Regions from separate parts of the Hordeum vulgare genome. Here region 2 is linked to region 1. Evidence: chromatin contacts called from public Hi-C data. All regions are on one chromosome and are shown on one strand. The core of a region is the stretch at or near the end of the contact, and the rest is flanking DNA. Distances in the headings are between cores, read along the strand shown. Region 1 holds the start of LOC123448542 (protein LNK1-like). Region 2 has its middle 48 kb from the start of LOC123446437.

What was found. Hi-C and Micro-C count contacts between places; a contact is called where the count stands out from the background.
Region 2: a contact with region 1 is called in a Hi-C map of seedling, with 4 times the contacts expected there. The contact joins the enhancer-like site here to the promoter of LOC123448542 in region 1. A contact is called at or near these places in 2 of 6 Hi-C or Micro-C datasets (leaf and seedling) and 1 of 1 datasets of contacts at active chromatin or transcription factors (embryo).

Annotation. Positions count from the first base shown.
Region 1 is chr4H:306,012,287-306,016,965 of MorexV3_pseudomolecules_assembly, forward strand. It overlaps LOC123448542 (protein LNK1-like), which reads right to left and starts at 1,566. Exons shown (of 12, transcript XM_045125484.1): 1 at 1,260-1,566; 2 at 903-942; 3 at 649-766. The coding sequence starts at 672.
Region 2 is chr4H:306,555,408-306,559,851 of MorexV3_pseudomolecules_assembly, forward strand. No RefSeq gene overlaps it. Among protein-coding and RNA genes, the nearest start is that of LOC123446437, 48 kb to the right of the region's middle. Within about 2 kb of position 2,059, at least 3 of the 3 cell types and tissues checked have open chromatin away from gene starts, as enhancers often do. A contact at or near this core is called in leaf and seedling, where this site is marked.

The sequences.
Region 1 (4,679 bases), core at 316-2,815:
GAGTTTTGACGTTGGCTCGCCAAGCCTATCACAACCCTCCTTTACCCAGGACTGGACCAGCTATGCTCTATCAGTGGAAAGTATGTAACTAATTTTCTGTAGGTGAGACCTGTAGTGGAACATCAATCTGATCATAGAATTTCTTATGCCAGATCAACTTGCTTTAGGGGTAATTGTCCCTAGTAGACTATTGATATGCTGCCATATCAGGGGTTATCTTACTAGCACTACTCATCTATGCACATCTAAAACAAGTGAAGGTCAGCAATAGATGGCTGCTGAACGGCAGCAACAAAGAGAATGGGGCGAATCAATGGCAACAGAAGATTCATGTCTTATACACTTGGTTCACATGCTTACCCAACGGAAGATTAGCAGGTCTAACATGTCATTCAAGTTAATCAAACAGTAAAAAGAAAGCTTGAGGCATCAAAATTAGGTATAGAATACAAACACACAAAGTTAGCATGAAGACTATGGTACATGATATACATAATCTATACTATTTAAGGTCACAAGAACTTGTAAGCCTAAATTTCTAGTTACATGCCAATACATCTAACGGTATCTTATTCGGCCGCTTGGAAAACTATTAGTAAGATGCAATATCCAGTAAGAGATAGAGACTCATCAAAATCAGGAGATCACCTCGCCCGCCTTCCAATCTGGCATCACTACAGCTTCTATCCAGGCCCGAAACTGTACCAATTCACCGGATTTGATATCATATTCAACTCAGAATCCCCAGTAGTTGATCAATCAAATCCTATAAAATAGAGACAATTAAGTTGAGTAATACAGTATGAATATTAGAGAAAGTGTAAAATATACCCGGGGAAATTCTATCTCCTATACTGCACATGCATAAACAGAGTGGATAGATAGAATTCGGAACTTCTCACCTTGCCAAATCAGACGATTTGGATTAGGGTTGGATCAAACCTGCAAAAACAATGAAAAATCCCTCAAAGTCTCCAGAAATGTTGACAAGAAAAATACTACTCAACTTGTAACCAAAACACCCCCGACGCCGGATCCGAATCTCAACACTCGACAAAGGTAAGATGGAGAATTTCTCTTCCAACAGAAAAGGAAGAGTGAAAGCCGATAAACAGCTAACCAAACCGGAAAGATGTAAGCACACGCGCGCACACACACAAAAAGAAACAAATCTGAGAATCAACAACGCACACAATATAAACTCGAGAGAAGCAGAAAACTGAACCAAAAAGAAAAACTCGTCGATAAAAAAGCCCAACCTGAATCCGAAACCAAACCAAGGCCAATCTGCAGAGGCTCCCTAATTCGCCTGTGGGAAAAAGAAAGAGGAATCCCCGTGTAGCTTGTGGACGTCTTGGCCGTAGAAAGAGGACGAAAGGCCTGTTTCGCACCTCCTCCGCCTCTAGAGCCTTCCGGGGGAAAAAATATTTTTCTTTTTTGAAGTAGAGAAAGGATGGGGCAGCAGCTAGCAGAGGATATGCAACCACGGCAGCAAGCGAGAAGGAAAACAAATTGGCAGGAATAATAAAATAGAGTAAATCAGGGAAGATTTTATATCTTATTTGCGGCTGGTATGGTGTGTGGTGCGTGGGCAGATTAACTAGCGGCTGGGAGCGCCTCGGAGGAGGGGCCCCTGCCGGTGTGGGAGTAGTGGACGACAGGCGCCGGCCACGATCCGATCACTTGCTCGCACCTCATTGGTTCAAAAACGCTGCCAGGTGGACCCCGCGTGTGGCACATTTCTTTTTCTGTTTTGGAAATACTGTTCGGCGGCACCGGTTATCGTTCATTTTTTTTACAAACTGGCGCTTGTAGCACACACTACGTCCCGCGAGTTGGGCCAGCCCATGAGCATGCGATCTATTCATATCCATCAAAACGATACAAAAAAAACATGACCAAACGATAGTTCGAAACTGTGACCTTATACCTTCAGGCCGAACAAAGCCCACCACTACCCCACCAAAACTAGAGCTTTAAACCATGTTGCCGTGTTTTTGTTTGTTCTCTCAGTCGCAGGAATCCTTCAGTTTTATTTGGGTTTTCTTTCAAACCGGATTTTCCAAGTTCGCTCGACAATTCCACGACGGTTTTATTCTCGTTTTATTTTTCATTTTCAACTTTTTTATTGCGTGATTTTTCTAGAAATTCATATTTTTATTCAAGATTGATTATTTTCTTTTTAAAAAATAGACAAACTTATTTATAAAGCAATTAACTTTTTTCAAATGTGACGAATTGTTTTTTCAAATTCATTTTTCTTGAATTTCTAAACTTTTTTCAATTTGATGAACTTTTTCTCAAATTCTATGAACTTTTTCTCAAATTATATGAACTTTTTTAAAATTTGATGAACTTTTTTTCAAATTCCATGAACTTTTTCTCGAATTCTATGAACTTTTTCCAAATACGATGAACTTTTTTCAAACTCAATGAACTTTTTCAAATTTGGTAAACTTTTTTGCAAGTTAATGAACTTTTTTTTTAAATCGATGAACTTTTTTCAACCTCGTGATTCTTTCCTTTTAAATTGATATACTGTTTTTTAATTTGTGAACTTTCTTCAAACTCATTGTATTTTTTCAAAATTGATAGATATTTTAAACTAACTGTTTTTTCTAAATTCTTGAACTTTTTTCTCATGTTAGTGAAGTTTTTAAAATTTTACAAACTTTTTGAAATATGCGAGTTCGATTCAAATAGCACGGGTGCAAGTGTTCTTAAAGATTGTGCACTAGTAATTCTCACAAGCACTTAGATGGTGTGGTGGTTGCCTACCTCTTACATTTGGGATGTGGCGTGAGTTCGATCCCCTTAGCCACCCCTTTTTTTGGTAGATTTTCGCGCTACAGTGTGCTAGAGTGTTCATGGGCTGGCCTAATAGGATGTCGTTGCAAGCACCGGTTTAGGATGTTGTTGCGAGCACCGGTTCACTTTAACGACGCTTAAAGCGCAGAATAGGAGGTGACCGAGGCACACGCGAGGCCACAACCTTGTTTTTCTTTATATATGTTTTCACATTTTTTGTTTTTTTCCTTTATTTTTAGTTTTATATATACTATCAAATATTCTAAGTATGTATATTACACAAAATATATATTAAAAATGTTAATCAAGCATTTTTTACATGATAATATGTGCCTTATTCATATCATAAAGATCAAAGTACAAGTCACGTAACGATCGACATGACAAAGCTGAAAAGATAGCACAACATCTCTCAGCTTATGACCAACTATCGTCATCTGCCTCCGGCACCACCACAGCAACCACCGAAGAAAAGAATGACGAATCACATCCTCATCTGAACTCGACGCCACTCCTTAGTTGACATGCAGCTTTGTGGACCTCCAAGATAACGCACCAAAACTGAAGCGCTTATTGTTGAACTAATCAGACCGGGGCAACACCCCGGACACGCCATCGAATTTCGGATGTGGCACCTCACCACGAGTAAGACGTCGAAGGATAAAAACCATACCCGTCATCCATGAACCATGAACCCAACACATGGTTCCTCTTCTAGATATCGTCGATACATACAGCAATCTGCATCCACTCCTAGACTATCTCCCAAGCTCCGCACCGACGATGGAGCAAACATCGTCGCAACGGCGAAGCCCTAGGACACATGTCCACCATGAGGATACCTGTAACGACTAAGATGCGGTCCTTTCCGATTTGGGGATCGAGGCCCCGAATTGGAAAGAAGCGCATCTAAGCATTTCGCAAACATGGTAACATAACACATACATAAATAATAGAGGAATGACAATAAGGGATTCAACTGTCATCTCATAAATATATCAGAGTTACATCATGCATCCAAACAAGGTAGTTCCGCTACGGACTACAAAACAAGGGAAATGACTATGCTACCCTGCATGCTTGCCCATGATCACGACCACGCCTCAGTCTTCTGGATAGTTCACGTACACGCGGTCGTTCTCCTCATCGTACTGCCACGCCAGTTGCGTGCCGTCGAGATCACATGTCTCGGGGGTACCTGAACATGTTGGTGTTGTGAAGGAATCCGTGAGCCACGGGGACTCAGCAATCTATGACCTCGGTGCCAGAACTAGTCAAGTTATTAGGTTGGAAGATGGAGTGTTTAGGTTGCAGCATCCTAAGCTTTATAAGGTGGCTAACTTACGTAGAACTTGAATTGAAGGTGGTCTATACTAGCGGTCGATAATAGATGATCACTAAGTGATGCTGAACACCTACCTACGTCAATCATAACCCCACCGTGTTCCCGATCGAAGAGAGGTCTTCGAAGGGGACAATCACGGTTACGCACACAGTTGGCAATTTTATTAGCTTATGTTTAAGTTATCTATTACCGGATGTTAACAAGTATTCCAAGTTGCCACATAACCGCGGGCACGGCTTTCCGAAATATTAAACCCTGCAGGGGTGCTCCAACTAGTCCATCACAAACGTACACGGGCCGCAAAGTAATCCTCTGTCACGAATCTCGTGATCTCGTCGGATTCTTTAGAGGGAAAACTCAACTCTGGGGAGAACCAAAGCTTCACCGGGATTCTTATACGCAAGATATATGGTTAAGGTAAGACAAGACTAGCAGGACCTCCCATCGTGTCGACGACCCTGATAAGAGACGCGTATCTCAGTCTCAGGAGACGACGGATGAGCTACGCGCAAGATGACCTGATAGA
Region 2 (4,444 bases), core at 809-3,308, 540 kb after region 1:
CCTCCCGCTCACCATAGTCTCCCCTTTAATGTCTGCAGCACACCCTACAGTCGGCCCCCTCCTTCCCTTCTATCCATAGCCCGACCTCGCACACCCTCCGCCGCCACGGCTGGGCCAATGCCCAAGCCCACACACGCGCCCTCGTGTGACCCTGATGGCCGCGTGTGCCGCATAAGCATCTCTTGCACCCCAAAAATTGAATCATACTCTATAAATTAAAATATTTCATAGAATAGTTGTTTTAAAAAGTAAATTGCTTCATGGCTCTTTTCAAAGCCTCTTCCCGCAAACTTTCCTTTTCAAGTAGCATTTTGAAGATCATTTGGTGCTTGATTCATTGCTTGGGATCATTTTGAATCCTTTATTTAATTTAATGGGATATATTAAAATTTGGCCATGTTAGTCTAATTTTTAATTTATGGATTTCGGTTAATTTCTAAACCAGTCCTTGTCTCTAATTTATAAAATTTCTCCTCCAAGTAGAAGTTTCCAAAAATTATGATGGGACTTGAGTTCTTGCATCAAAACATTTCTTTTCTTTCCAGTGGAGATCCTTTTCATAAATATTTTGCCAAATTTCACTTGTTCAAAAATGGATTGTTAATTCCTTTAGGGGCCTCTTTTGCACTGCAACCCTTTGATAACTTCACTTAAAAATTACGCAAAATTAGGAGGTGTCAAGGAATGCATGAGACTCACTTTTATTTTAAAAAACATTGTTGTCCTTTGAAAATTTTGAGCAGCACAACCCCTTTTCTATTCTGGTCGAGTTTGATGTTTTGAACTACAACCCCATTTTAAATTTCTCAAATGCCCTTGGGATTTTTACTGCTGGTAGCTCAACCTACCATACCCTTAAGTCCATGAGTTGAGCCCCATTGGATTATTTTAAATGCATGAATTAGCAGCCTCAACTATGTGACCGGAAATGTTTTTCTCAGACAATAGCCTTAACAATTTTTATTTTTTTCAAATCTAATCCCACCATTCTTCTTAGTGTCTAAAGAGACATCACTCTGGAAAGTTTGGATGCGAGAAAACTCTTTTAGGTGCTTGTGGCATTTCAACAAACACCTATAGTGGATGTCTAGATCTGGCATGGTCTTTCTTTGCATTATGGAGTTGCTCCCCTACCGCAAAAACCTTGTCCAATAGCTTCGCCTTAACCCATAACCTAACCCTGTTGAGTTTGAGTAGCAGTGGAGACGGTTGGATATGCCAAACAATCTGTCGAACGGGTGTCGTGCGTGCTATGGGTGTGGCCAGAGCGCACATTTTGTGCATGCGCGCCCGAGCCGCCGCGCCCATGCCCTTGCCCTTTACCAGCTCACAGAGCCGCGCCACACCACGCCAAGGCCCGACCATTAGTTGACGCGCCTTGTGCCGCTCAGAACCACAGCAGTGCGGCAGGCGTGGTGGCTAGCCGGCGTTAGCTCTCCTGTTGCAGTGGCCGGCACCGCTCGAGCCTTCCCCGCACGCTAGCTGCCCCCTTGGAGCAACGCTGCCCTCGTCCTCGTTCTACACGTGCCAGTAGCGTTCCTCTACGCCCCTAGCATCGCTAGAGATGGTGGCCTTCAATCTTATCGTTGGCAGCCGCGGGAACCACCTCGGGCCGGCTATAAAAGGAGGCCCCGAACCCCTTGAGCAGCTAGCGCCCTCTCTAGACCCTCACACCTCTCCCTGTGACGCTAATTTAACCGGAGCCGCTCGCCCTGCTTGCCTCTGGCACAAGCGCCACCACCAGGCTGCGGCGAAATTCCGGCAGCCCCAAGCCCCTATTGTCTCCCCTTGGCCATTGCTACCCTTGCCAAGCTCCCTAGTATCCATTCCTTTTCCCAAATACATCTGTAGCAGCCCATGGTGGGGTTGCGAGAGCACCCGAGCCGCCGTCCGCCATGGACGAAAGTGCGCTCGCCTCTGAGCCCTACAATGATCTCCTTGCTGCCCAGAGGATGGGGCCCTCCCTCCTGAGCACGCTGGTGTGCTCAGCTCCAGGAATGGTGCCCCCTTGCACCGGCCATCACCGTCAGCATCCGTCCCCCTCTTTGTCCAGTGCGTGCGCGGGAGGAAGAAGAGGAATCCGACAGGCGTGCCCTGATGACGCCTTCCCCAGAAGTGTGTTTTCCTCCCAAGGAAGCGCATCCCTGTGAATGCGCTTTCATCTTTTGGTTTGCTTATTTCTGAGTGAAACATTTTCCTTTCTAATTCTTAAAAAAAACAGATTATGAGCAGATCTTTGACTCGCTGTAACTTTTAGTAGAAAAATCCAAATGAATTGATTGGTTTTCCTACCTCTCTCAAATTTCATCTAGTTTATTTTAAGATTTATGTCAAAAAAATCAAAAATCTTTTATTTTCTATTTTGCAATTGTGTGTTGAGTTGTATTGTATTCAAAATAGGAATTGGGAGAGAAGCAAATTATTTCAAGATCATTGGAGTGTACACCACCCTTCTTCACTCCAAAAGCAAGCATCTCAACTCAGATTGGTATTATGTTGTCTGATGTTTCCTATGATACATTGAAATGCGTGATTATGTTATGCTGATAACAACTCCCTCATGCTTCATATACCATGCTTCATATGTGATGCAGATAGTGAGTGAGTACTACCTCATGCTTCATATACCATGCTTCATATATCATGCTTCATATGTGATGCAGATAGTGAGTGAGTACTACCTCATGCTTCATATACCATGCTGGTCTTGACAACCTTGGAGGAAGGTTTGTCGTGGTAAATATGAGACCATGGGACTGAAATCTCGTGGGATGAGAGTGGTGACTGAGGGCGTATCGAGGTGTGATGGTGGTAACCCCGTGGTATATCATTCAAAAAAATTATGTGATGCTAACCCTTGCAGAAAAACTTAAACCTCCAAAGTCGACCCTAGATCGAGTCTTGTCAGTGTGCCACCTTACCCCTTCGTGATGCCATAGGCCTTTCCGAAAGGGAATATGGTTTAGTTGGTCATAAACCTATCATCACGTATACACCAAGTAGACGGGCCGAGATGAAGGTCTCCAAGGCACTGGAATAAAGCCAATCATCCGGTCAGGGGGCATGAGTGTTTTCAGTCTGGCATTGAGAGGGGAAGAGCTCTCCCCTTGTAGCACGCGGTAGAAATGTGATCCCATGCTATTCGAGGATGTTTTCATCCTCGTCTTATGGTTTTTCCATAGCAGCGTCGTCAAGGTGAATCCGGACCGTGTGTGGGTAAAAATGGGTGTGTGCTAGTTCTGAGTATTTACTTCTAATATATTGTACACAGGATTAGTCCGAGTGACTATTGAAACATGTGGGTTGTGAGTAAAGAGTACACCCTGTGCAGATTCAAAACTATTCAAGTAGCCATGTCCATGGTCACGGGCGACTGGTTCAAAGGCCAAGTGTCGGTCTTTGGTGGCATTAAATTAATCAGGATGATATCTACAAAACGGGATGATAACCATAACTATTGGAAATATTTTGCTATGGACAAACCATTCTTGGTATATGGATTGGTTAGGGTATCCTTGGGACGGTTCTACCTCCTTGATGCTCGCTGTAGTTATTATGATATAAGCACTTTATGTGGTGTCGCTTAGACGCCTGACTATGGGAATTGTGATTTTCTTCATATAAGCCTTTTTTGTGGTGTCACTTAGACGCCCGACTATGGCAACTGTGATTTCTTTCATGTAAGACCTTTATGTGGGGTCGCTCAGATGCGTGACTGTGGCACGCATGCTATTACTTATTCATTGTTATCTTCATATAATCCTTTTTTGTGGTTCTGCTTCAGGCGCCCAACTTTGGCATGTATAGTAATAATTCATTAACAAGTCCCTTTATGTGTTGTCGCCAAAGTACCCGACTATGGCTTGTATTGCTTGTCCTTCCGAGGTGTCGCCTCAGACGCCCAATCGACACGCTTATAATTGATGTTACCTTTCCTTGCTTTATTATGCATCTTTGCTGGAAATAATTCATTTGCATAAATGCATTCGTGACTTAATTCCTATAGCTTGACAAAATCATTAGAAGAATTATGCATGCATCCCCCGCTTTAACTTATTTGTTTTCCAGATGTTTGCGAGTACATTCAAAGTACTCACTGGCTTGTCCCTTGTTATTGTCTTGGCTAGATTTCTTTCGGAGAGGAGCATGATGTCGCCAACCCCGGAACATAGGAGGCAAGGATAGCAGCCTTGTGAGATAGGAATTATCTAGGTCAGTTGTTCCTATGGGAATTGAGTCCCATGGGTACTGGAGATTCCTCAAGTCGCTTCCGCCGTCAGCCTTAGACTTTTGCTCAACCAGTGGACCTTCATGGTCTTGTAACCCACATTTTGTATTTTTTGTTGGGATTTCTGTGTCAATTGAGTGTTCACTAATTAACAGTAATCCTGGGGCTGGTGAACACAAGGGCCTGTTTTCTGGAACTTATTTTTCTGAAAAATTG